Linked DNA regions of Danio rerio: region 2 is linked to region 1. Evidence: chromatin contacts called from public Micro-C data. All regions are on one chromosome and are shown on one strand. Each heading gives the region's core, a stretch centred on a gene start, on an enhancer-like site or on the middle of the called end of the contact. The rest is flanking DNA. Distances are from core to core; before and after follow the strand shown. Region 1 holds the start of slc27a4 (solute carrier family 27 member 4). Region 2 holds the start of exd3 (exonuclease 3'-5' domain containing 3).

Region 1 (6,461 bases), core at 3,833-6,332:
TATTCATATATCTTAAAAAAAACAAACACACACACACACACACACACACACACACACACACACATATATATATATATATATATATATATATATATATATATATGTGTGTGTGTGTGTGTGTGTGTGTGTGTGTGTGTGTATACATGTATCATGAATTTTAAATGACAAAGAACCACAATTTAAGCAAGAAATAAAAAATTGTTCTGCTGAATAAAAAACTGCTTGCTTTACTGTACATATTGGATGGCCTGAGTGAATTAACAGCAAATGTATATTGTCTGTGAACTATCCCTAGCTTAAAATGTTCTTTATTTCAAGTGTTCTTAAAGTGGCTAAGAAGTCAAAACTAAGCATATGATTTTGTGAATTTTTGTATCTAGTTTTGTGGTGAACAATTCATCTATGCATGTCATTAAGAAAAAAAATTGGCCTTTTTAATCTTTAATTGAAATCTAAAAATGCTTTTATTTTTCAATTAAATTGTCAGATGGACCCTTTTCACAAGCCTGTTATGACGCGTTTAACGGTCATCAGCATCTTAAAATCTTTTAATAGTTTTATTTTTTTTTAAATGTATGAAAATTTACTTGTATTTATGTATGTAGTATATCATCTTTGCTTCAAATGACAAAAAAACTAATTACCGCTTGTGCGAGGGGGTTTTAATGCAGCGTCTATGAGACAGGACAGCAAATTTGACGTTATTCACTCCTCTGACTGCCGACATCAGTCTCACGCAATTTTTTTCCTCTGTCTGAAAGTCTTTATAACATCATCGTGGCGTTTTTCTTTTATTATTTAAGCAAATAAGATTGTAAAAAAAAATATTTGTTGAATTCTCCCATTCACTGCGCTCTAAGTTTTCCCAACTATGATGACTTCCTCTACTGAGAAGCCCGGAAGTGTGAAAAGGGTCTATTACGTTTATCTTAGGAATTAGCCATAGCTTACATATTTAACCAAGCTGTCAGTTTTGACAACAAACAGAAATGGTGAGGAGGAGGAGGAGTCTGTTTGTTTGTAATAACTCTTTTCCTGATCTTTCTGAATGAAATGCCTACTTTACTATATCCGATCAGCTAGTAGTAGAAAAAACACACCTACTCTTTACGCATTTAATATTCTGTTTCTCTGCGTCACAATAAGAAAAAAAAAATTATTGCATCTTTCCGGTTCATGGGGACTTTAAAGGTCCCATGAAGTGCTTTTAAATGTGCATTTAAATTTGCAGGGCGGGACATAGTGTAGCTCCTCCCCTTTTTATAAAACAGTCAATAGCCTTTTGCTTTATCACCGCTTTGCCAGTGAGAGTGATTGAGCTCAAGCGCATCAAATGTGAAGCGTCTTAAGAGGGAAGGGGCATATCAGACTCTAGAGAGCATTTGATTGGTCGTGATTTGATGAAAAACTGAAGTATGGGGTGACATGAAAAAAAAAAAATCCATTTATGCCGCAGTCACACTTGAGTTTGAGCTTACAAAATTATGTCATACGGCTCTGCGAAAAGGGGTGGGATTGAACAAGATGATTAGACATTAAAAAAGTGAGTGATTGGTCCATATTTTAAATTCCTGTCCAGAGAGGTCATGTTTTGATCCTCAGTTGGTCTCATGTAGTCAAGTGATGGTATTTCACAAGTCAGAGTTCATCAAGCTTAAACTCTGCATTGCAGCAACCTGGAAAACCTGTCGTAGGTGCTTGCGTTTCCGGTCTGACTCATCCGCATGCGTATGAATGGAAGTCTATGAGGAGAAAAGTGCAGTGTGACCGCAGCTTCAGGCAGAAGCTTTACATGATAGATCTCAAACTCAATGCCTTGAGGGCCACAGCTCTGAACAGTTTTGCTCCAATCCTAATCTAACACAGCTAATGCAACTAATCAAAGTGTTCAGGACTTTTTTGAACACTGGATCAGCTGTGTTTGATTATGGTTGGAGCAAAACTGTGCAGAGCTGCGGCCCTACAGGAATTGAGTTTGAGATCTATGCTTTACATGTTTATATCAGTTTTATATCTTCTAAATGCAAATTTTGTCACTGTTTTGGAGAAAATTAGCTTATAGATATCCTACAAGCTAACAATACTGATTTTAACATCTAAAAAGTTTATTTTAATTTCATGGGACCTTTTAAGATAGCAGTTTTTTTTTTGTATATATTTAGTTTTGTTTCTTTTAAGATAATAGCTAAAATATCTTAAATGTAAAATATGTCCATTTTAAGATTGCTTATTTTTAGTTGCATTATTGTCCCACTATTGGTTTACTGGCAGATTAAACTGAGCTAGCGTTGCTGTGTGGTTGTGTTTGCAGAGGATTTGTTGTACAAGAGCTGGATCAGCACATCGACCTGCTGCATGAATACAATGACATCAAAGACATCGGACAAACTCTACTGGGCAGACTAGGTAAGACGTGATGCCTTTAATAATACATTTTAAAAGGTGTTTTTTGCCAGTCTGCTACCAGACATTCATACCACAATAACCTCCTCTCCATAAACACTTGTGGCCTACACACTTCTGCCATCACACTCATCTAAGTGGGTTACAGCCTCCGTACGCTCGCTCTGCATTTCTCACCAGTGTCAAGATTATGATAATGGCATCCTCTGGTATTACCGCTGCATTCTGTAAGATAATGGACCCTTTTAGACTCCCAGCATGCTGAGTTTCTCCGGCCTCACAGTGACTTCAGCTGCTCTGAGGGCTGGAGGGGGTCATTTTTCCCCATGTGACCATTGATAAAGACAACTGTCTCTCTGTGTTTCCTACAGCCGGCCTGCGTGGAGTGACCACACGAGACTTGTACAGTCACTTTGGCCTTGAGTTGGATGACTGACAGAGATTGGAAGGGCCTCATAATACTGTTAGTGTTATATCTTTGTATTTATACAGAACACACCAGTGTTTTCTTCATGCTATTGGGCTGAATGAGCCTAATTAAGAAGTTTCTGTCTGAATTAACTCTGATTTAATTTTACATACAAACCTTCAAAGAAATAAAAAGGTCTTTTGTTAACACTGTGATAAGAATTGGTTTGACGTTTTTCTCTGAGCATCGTTTTACTCATATTGTGTTCATGCCAAAGGCGACGTGATATCATGCACGCGAGATTATTGTGCATGAAAAGGTGTCTATGGCCATTGTGTTGTCATCCAAATCTGGTGAATTAGAGGAAAATTTGTTTAAAAATTCAATGTCTGTCATGAATTCCTTACCTTTTATTTTGATTTGAAATCCAAAACGAGATGACATGTAGCTTTGAAGTTGCTCACGTTGTATGGAAAAGAGCAACATGAACATTTTTCGAAACGTCTCATTTTGGGCTCTCCAAATGAAAGGAAGTCAGATTTGGCACAATGATGAAAGGTTCATTTATGGGTGAACTGTTCCTTTAGGGAAGTACTGTGTCATAAATTCTGCTTTATTATTGTTATTATTATTTTTGTTTTACCAATAAATGCATTTATTTGAAAGTTAATGAAATAAATTTAAGCAGTATTTGTGAGGTTGCTTAATGTGTTATGTTGCGTAGCTGTCCCAGCTGTGCTAAAGGTGAACTAAGTACACCATAAGCTAGTTATGATAGATAAATTATGGCCTGTGTCTCAATATTTTTGGATTGCATAGATAAAAAATCTGCTTTGCTGATAGTAGATAATGTACATATCACTATACAGTTGTAAACTGATTTGTGCTGTCCAGTAACAAATTATAAATACTCCAATTACTGTACTTGAGTTTTTTGTTCTTAGGATTAGTAATTTATTAGGTAGTTTTAAAAATGTGTACTTTTACTTTCCCTTGAATACACTTTTAGTGCAATATCGCTACTTTTACTCCACTACTTTATTTCAACCTGCGTAATTACTTAATTTTTTTCTTGTCTATGGGGATAAACAAATTATTAAATCAATTCTTTGATTCCAGTCCTATCAAATAATAATAATTTTTCATTATTATGAACAATTTGAAGATATGTTTGGAAAGTATCCAGGAAGATGATGTCCAAAATCTTTACACGCAATGACTGTTTAGACTGAATGCCATTGATGGTGGCGAATGTTTACTGTACGATGACTGAAATCGTCAAATAGTCAAAATGTTACGTTTACACACACACATGCATAAATTGCATGTAAAAACATCACCTTTTCACAGTGTAATACTTCTTAAAGGGCTACTTTTTACTCATACTTTGAGTAATATTTACAGCAGATACTTTTACTCTACTTGCACTACATTATTAAGTAAGTAATTATACTTTTACTTGAGTATGATTTTTCATGACTTTCCACCACTGGTGCTGTCTAACATGATATCCACAGTGAAGTGTTTATACCACATGAAATCAATTTTTGTTACTGTTATCTCACATGATTTTCATCGACCATTCTAAAAAAATATATGAATGTTGTGACCAGTACAAAGAAACACAGTGGAAAGTAATTTGTTAGGCAAATCATGTTAACATTAAAATGCAAACTGAAAAAATAAATGGGGTTTGTGACGTCAGCTACATAGGTAAGTTGTTTTAGGAGCTACATTTAGATAAGCGATTATACACAGTTTGTTTCTGTGAATTAACTTGTATCGAATGCTACATGCAATCAGGAGTATAGTCAAAATAATTTCACAGAAAAAAAAATACATACTTCAAACTAAAATAGAAATGTTTGCAATTCATGCATTTTGAATGAAACCAACAGTCTCGTGTCCTTTTGCTATATATTTCAGTTAAAATCCTGTCTCCTTACACATTAGTATTATCATGTGCATTACGTTCTTTTAATTTTCACAAACAGCTGTCTTTGCCAGTACAATGGCTTGCAGATGGACAGATGTCTGACAATAGCTCTCGTTCTCCTCCTCCATCATGCCTCATGGTCCCGCAGAGCTGCTTTGCAACTACCGGGTGGAAACTGTCGTGATGATTCGCTGGCTGGGCCACATTTCCTTGACAGGACTTTAAGCCCCGCCTTTCAACAGCGAAAAGGCTGCGCTCTGAGAGCACGATTGGTTTAAAGCGCTGTCATTCAATGTGTACACACAGCACCGGCGAATAGCGAGGAGGCGGGCGCAAGTAAGAAAATTATAAGGTCATTGGAATTACCAGCGCTACATGCTATCCCCACAATGAAGCGATAACAGATAAGAGTGAAAAAATGAAATAAACGGGAGCAAAGTCTACCATAGGAGCCGCGGAAATAGGTAAAAGGCGGGCGAGTGGCCGTTACACACCGGCGCGTGTGTATCAGCGCAGGTAAACGGTGGAGGTTTCGCTTAAGCCGATCAAGGTGGGATCGTACGGAACAGGTTCCCCTTCTGCCATAATACACACGTTATTGTGACAGAGAAGACCAAAATCGAGGTATTTCCCGGACCACAAACACCAACATTTCAAATATTTTAGCCATTAGTCATTTCCGGAATCTCCTGTATCATTAATCGTCATGATAGCGAGCTGTCAGTTGCTTGTTAAAGATGAATTTACTGATTTTACTATAGCGTCAATATGCATTGTGTTCTGCTTATGTTTGCCGATGGATGCCGTGTCATGTGTAGCAGTGTAATTGCTCATAATCCAGCTAAAGGGAAATAGGATGTCATTCATGCGCACTGGCCTTTTCAGTATGAAACACGCATAGCAAATATAACCGATCGTATAAACGCATAATATAATTAATTGCCTGACTGTACGAGTTGAATTTCATACAACGTGTTTTGTGATTGTAACTGTAGAGTGAAGCTCAGTGTACTGCATTGCTGTAGTGATGTCCGATTCGCGAGCGAAGCATTCTTTTGAGTCGGATCTTTTCAACCGAGTCATTAAAGCGAATGGATTCGTTCACAAATCGACCTGAATCCTGAACTCTTAGGCGCAATGAGCTGGGAAACATTTCTGAATATGTTAAACTCCCAATTACCAAAAAATAGGTTAACGTTAACTTTTAGGTCTCTGAACAGGGTGTCTACAGGGTCTTAAAATGTCTTAAATCTCTAAAAGCTAAATTTTAGGCTTTAAAAAGTCTTAAATCTACTGACATGTGTTGTAGGTCTTACATATTTTTCAACAAGTCTTAATTTTTCTGTGTTCATGTATAGCAACCTACTCTGGCCATTTACACCCATACAATTGACAGCAATTCATCTCGATAAAGCTTTTAACTTTTTATTTTCAAAAAGCTTTTAATTAACATTTGCTTAAAAGTTCTACATTTATTTACTTATGATGATACTGACCTGACCTATATTTTTATTATTAAATCATTATTATTGTAGGCTGAAGTAACTGACAGCTATGTTTTGTTCTATTCTTGTTAAGGGTTATAGAGTTTGTGAATGGATTTATTTAGAAATTACAAAAAGAAATATTCAAACTAAATTATTATTATTGTATCATTGAATGTATTTAATTTTAATTATTTTTTGATAGGGCAAGTGAAAGTCTTTTTTAACT
Region 2 (5,965 bases), core at 2,168-4,667, 250 kb after region 1:
GTCATACATTCTCAATTAAGTGTGTGTACTGGTTTTGGTAGTTTATGAGGTCACATTTGTATTATGACATGGGTATGACTTAGGTATTACAATGTTGAGGTGGTTTATGAGGACATGACTTGTGTCATCCGTCAAAATACTTAACAGGGTCTTTTCACATTCAAAATCTGCCACAGGTTTCTTGTAAGGCTTGAGATTAAGGGTAGAGTTATGGTAAGGTAAAAATAGTTTTTACAGCATAAGATACGAACATTATGCCTATGATGTAGGGCTGCATGATATTGGAAAAATTTTACATTGTCAAGTATATAGTCACATTTATAAGCCCCCCTGAATTATTAGACCCCGTGTTTATTTTTTTTCTTCCTAATTTCTGTTTAAAGGAGAGAAGATTTTTTTCAACACATTTCTAAACATAATAATTTTAATAACTCAATTCTAATAACTGATTTATTTTATCTTTGCCATGATGACATTAAATAATATTTTACTAGATATATTTCAAGACACTTCTATACAGCTTAAAGTTACATTTAAAGGCTTAACTAGGTTAATTTCGTTAACTAGGCAGGTTAGGGTAATTAGGCAATTTATTGTATAACGATGGTTTGTTCTGTAGACAGTCGGGAAAAAAATTATTTTGTCCTTAAAATGGTGTTTAAAAAATTAAAAACAGTTTTTACTCTAGCTGAAATAAAACAAATAAGACTTTCTCTAGAGAAAAAAAACATTATCAGACATACTGTGAAAACTTCCTTGCTCTGATAAACATGATTTGGGAAATATTTAAAAAAGAAAAAAAAAATCAAAAGGGGGCTAATAATTCTGACTTTAACTGTGTATGTAATATATATATATATATATATATATATATATATATATATATATATATATATATATATATATATATATATATATATATATATATATATATATCCAAAGGTTTGGACACACCTTCCAATTCAAAAAAAATTAAAAACCGCTTGTATTCTAGCCAAAATAAAATAAATAAGACTTTTCCCAGAAGAAAAAAATATTATTAGACATACTGTGAAAATTTCCTTGCCCCATAAAACATAATTTGGGAAATATTTAAAAAGACCTAAAAAAAATCAAAGGGGGGCTAATAATTCTGACTTAAACTGTTTATATATATAATTGAAAGGGGGGGGCTAATAATTCTGAATGCAACAGCATAAATATAGAGATAAGGCTGGTGTCCTGCAGAGTTTAGCGCCCTCAACACACCTGCCTGGAGCTTGATTAGCTGGTTCAGGTGTTTTTCATTAAAACTAAAGCTAAAATCTGCAGGTCAGGTCCAGGACCAAGTTTGGATACCCCTGCTTTAGAGTGAATGGGATGATTTTATAGGCGAGTGAAATATAAATGTACTTAATGTATTTTTATGTAATTTATTATATACATATAAAAAAACAGAATACAGTCATTAATGAACACAATGGAACAAATATTCAAGTGAAACAAACAGTGATTTATGAATTTCTGCAGAGAGTCAGTATTTAGTTACAGAAATTTAAAAAACAAGTGTAACATTTTAACAAAACAATTTAGTCTTAATTGTATAAATTGTTCAATAAAAATCTTTATTAAACTTCTTTATGCACTATTAAAATGCCCTACTATGGAGAATCACCATAAACCACAAAACCAACATGTGTTTGTGTGTGTGTGTGTGTGTGTGTGTGTGTGTGTGTGTGTGTGTGTGTGTGTGTGTGTGTGTGTGTGTGCTACATTTAATAAAATAGCAGATGATTTAATCCCAACCAACTTACAAATGACCATAAAAGTCATCAAAACAAAAAAAATAGAATAGAAAAATATATAATAAATAAAAATAATAATAATATATATGGGAATCTGATAATTCCTTTGATCAGTCTAATGCAGTTAACCATTTATGTATTATACATAATATAACCAGAATCATTTTATTTTCATCAAAAAGAACAGAATATAAAATAGATAAGAAATAAAAATTGTTAATTTAGACCTGTATTTTTATTTAACAAAAAATTAATAGCAATGTAAGAAATTTAAAATGACTTATAAGAGCAATTCCAGCGTTATGGATGTGACATTTGCAGTAAAAGTCAAAACATAAATTCACAAAGAAAGTAACATTACACTGAAGCAACTACTTATATTTCCCAAAACAAATGACCACAGAGTTATGAGATCAGAAAAATATCAATCTATAAACATGCTTTATACTTTAAATGAGGAAAATAAACATGCGGTATGGATGTGACAAAAAAGTTTGCGAGTTTGCAGTATACAATTCTATGAATTAAACTGCACAGCCCAAAAGAAACAAAGCTAATCAAAAGGAAAAGAGTCGGTTCTTTCTTGAACAAACATTACTGATTTTATTTTATTTGACTTTTTGCATTTATAAGGGAAAAGCTTCATTATGGATGTGACATCTCTCCGTTTTGAATGTGACAGATGTGAAATTGGCACTTGTGTGACTTTGGTAAACCACATTTAATAGTTTAAAAATACTGACAGAGACATTTTTATGTATTTCTAAATTACTGTAAAATACAAGCCTACACACAAAAAATTTTTTTTAAAAATGGTTTCTCTATTTTGGTGAAATGTTTTTTTTCATGGCAAGGTTGACATTAGCATGCAATTGCTCCTATATTATATAATAATTATCTGTATACTATATTATATTTAAAAAGTAAAACAGAAAACAGATTAGAAAGTGTTTTAAATAATGATTTTGTCAATATAAAAACACAAAACAACAAATATATTAAAAATTAAGATTGATTAAGAAATCATTTTTTATATAAAAAGAGAACAGAAATAATTATTAACTTAAGTTATCAGATCACATTTTTAACCAGAAGAAGTAGTAAATAGAATCTAAGTTGTTAGCAGTGTAAGAAGTGTTTACAAAACATATTACATAGACTAAATTTATAAATATAACGTGACTTAACATGGAAAACCCCAGCCATTAAGAAATGCATTTAAAACTAGTAAAACTGACTGAGTTTTAGTCTGAACAAAACACACGATAACATCTTCAGTGCTCACTTTCATATAGAAAGTTGGCGTGTACTGCCTGTATTTCGAAAACACAACGTCGTTGCCCTCTAAAATGACATTTTGTTGTTCTCGTCGTAACTCGGAATCCAATAAAATGAATTTCAGCACTGAAGTGGCTAATCTCAACGTGCTAGCAGGAAAGCGTGAAGTGCTTTATTATGAGTCGTAAACAAATTGACAGCTGCTGGCGTTAAAAACAAGGCGACTGTATTTACATGTTTCACCAGAATCAGTGTCAGTTATGAATATTCAACTTACTTAAATAACGATGATGTCAAGCTGCGAGGGGATTGAATGTTGCTGGATAAATCTGTCAGTATATCCGGGCGGAACCATTAAATTCGCTGAAGGTTTATTGCCAACATTTGACGATGTGACACGCGTTCCCTTTAAATATTTGTAAACTTTATATTTGTATAATTAGTAAAGATGGAAAGAACTGTCAAAGTGGCCCAATTATGCGAGCTAAAGTAAAAAAATTAAACGGGACAGTAATAGTTGCGCCAGAATAATCGAGAAATTACAAATTAGTGGCTTAGAAAGAATAACGGGATTCGGGCGACATCTATTGACGAGTCAAGTGAACATCAGCTGTTATAAACCACGAGGACAGTAATCAACCTAAGAAAGTAACACATTTTAATATTATTTTTAAAAAATGTACATGTGGGTCTTGAATTTCTAACAATAAATCTAAATTTGTCAAATTTGTTCTCCGTGTATTGGCGTGGGTTTTTCCGGGTGCTCCGGTTTCCCCCACAAGTCCAAGACATGCGCTATATGTCAACTGAACAAGCTAAATTGGCCGTGTGTATGTGTGTCAATGAGAGTGTATGGATGTCTTCCAGTACTGGGTTGCAGCAGGAAGGGCATACGTTGTGAAAACATATGCTGGATAAGTTGGCGGTTCATTCCGCTGTGGTGACCCCTGATGAATAAAGAGACTAAGCCAGAGGAAAATGAATGAATAAATGTTGCTCATTTTCTTTCAATGTGGGCTAAAAGTCTTTAAAAAAACACTATGAAACTACTATTAAATTACAGATGTGCAGAAGTCAATTAAAATCTTGTGTTATACAACAATGATAATAGTAACAGGGCGAGGCAGTGATGTGCAGTAGGTAGTGCTGTCGCCTCAGAGCAAGAAGGTCGCTGGGTCGCTGGTTCGAACCTCGGCTCAGTTGGCGTTTTTGTGTGAAGTTTGCATGTTCTCCCTGCCTTCGTGTGGGTTTCCTCCGGGTGCTCCGGTTTCCCCCACAGTCCAAAGACATGTGGTACAGGTGAATTGGGTAGGCTAAATTGCCCATAGTGTATGAGTGTGTGTGTACTGTATGTTTCCCAGAGATGGGTTGCAGCTGGAAGGGCATCCGCTGCGTTAAAAACTTGCTGGATAAGTTGGCGGTTCATTCCGCTGTGGTGACCCCGGATTAATAAAGGGACTAAGCCGACAAGAAAATGAATAAATGAATGATAATGGTAACAATAATAACACATTTATTATTAAATAATTATGTAATCATTATCCAATAGAACATTTATAAAAGTCTTAACCATCATAAAATAGGAAGTACAACAACAACGATTATTATTATTATTATTAGATTATTTAAGAAAATGTTTATTTATATTTAGATACAAAATATATGGGAAATTATTCCTAAAATTGACATTTTCTTATAAAAAATGTGACAGGATCTTAATTAAGCTTGTCGTCCTCAAAAAAAATCACACAAAAACAAGCATAAACCATGCAATGATAGAATGCATTGTTGATCACTGTCAGCTTCATCTCCGTCAAATGGTGTTACTTAGCCTTTATTGTCACTAAATGACGATAATAATATACCAAAACAAGAAACATGGGGACAGTTGTACATTTATTTGTATTATATATTTGTAGATTTTATTATTTTTTTTATAAGACCCACCCCTCTCTGACAAAGGTCCAGAATTTGTCCCATACATGTGTTAATTTGACTGTTATGCCATCATAAATAGTGAAAATCACTCATTGAAAACTCTTAAAAATAAAATAAAATTTAAATACAATTGTTGTAATCAATTAATTTTCAAATGTACTTTTTTTTACAAGAGAGACTAGAAAAACTGTGAAGCTCTACATTATTGTTATTATTGATAATAATAATAATAATTATTGTTATTATTATTATTATTCAAATGGACAAATTCTGACTGAGGAAAGTTGAATGTGCAGGCCATTATGATATTTATTATAGGCTTTGTTTTTAATTTAAAACAGATTATTTTTTTTCTTCTCTTTTTCTAAGATATAATATATGATTAAAAAAATGTCAAATATGTATTTTAAATACAAAATAGTTTTTATTTTTAAATGTATTTGACGTGGTTTATGAAAATGGCTTCATATTTTGTATCAGAATACTTTGTCTTGTATTTTTGTATTTTGAAAATTCAATTCTTGGAGAATCGATGGAAATGACACATTACATAGAAAGAAAGTAACAGACAAATATCAGGGGTAAATTCGGGGACAGGTCAAAATCAGACAGGAAAATAAGACAAACAACATAAGCAAGTCCTACAGTGGCGATACCTACAGAAATAAATTGGCTGTTTCAAATGCCAGTAGCTATTCTGCAGGTGCACTTCATAGTTAATTACAAACCTTCATGTAGTATATTAGTATGAGACAAAAATATTAAATAATATTCCAGTCTACTTGTCAAAAACTCCCAAATTTTCAGAGATCTCAAGTTTTATATTGTGTATTGAAGAGTACAATTGCAAAAAGTAGATTATAAAACTTACATTTTTTATTCTTACAGTAGAGGTGATGCTCAGAGAAAAGCTGTTATAATCATTGTTTACTTCACTAAATTAGTTTAATGGTGGAGGGATTGAT

Evidence for each region. Hi-C and Micro-C count contacts between places; a contact is called where the count stands out from the background.
Region 2: a contact with region 1 is called in a Micro-C map of caudal fin, with 6 times the contacts expected there. The contact joins the promoter of exd3 here to the promoter of slc27a4 in region 1. A contact is called at or near these places in 3 of 18 Hi-C or Micro-C datasets (caudal fin, embryo and hematopoietic stem cells).

The regions. Positions count from the first base shown.
Region 1 is chr10:11,367,755-11,374,215 of GRCz12tu, forward strand. It overlaps slc27a4 (solute carrier family 27 member 4), which reads left to right and starts at 5,083. Exons shown (of 13, transcript NM_001017737.1): 1 at 5,083-5,372. It overlaps swi5 (SWI5 homologous recombination repair protein), which reads left to right. Exons shown (of 5, transcript NM_001326527.1): 4 at 2,312-2,406; 5 at 2,775-3,504. The coding sequence ends at 2,839.
Region 2 is chr10:11,623,524-11,629,488 of GRCz12tu, forward strand. It overlaps exd3 (exonuclease 3'-5' domain containing 3), which reads right to left and starts at 3,418. Exons shown (of 20, transcript XR_012386155.1): 1 at 3,340-3,418.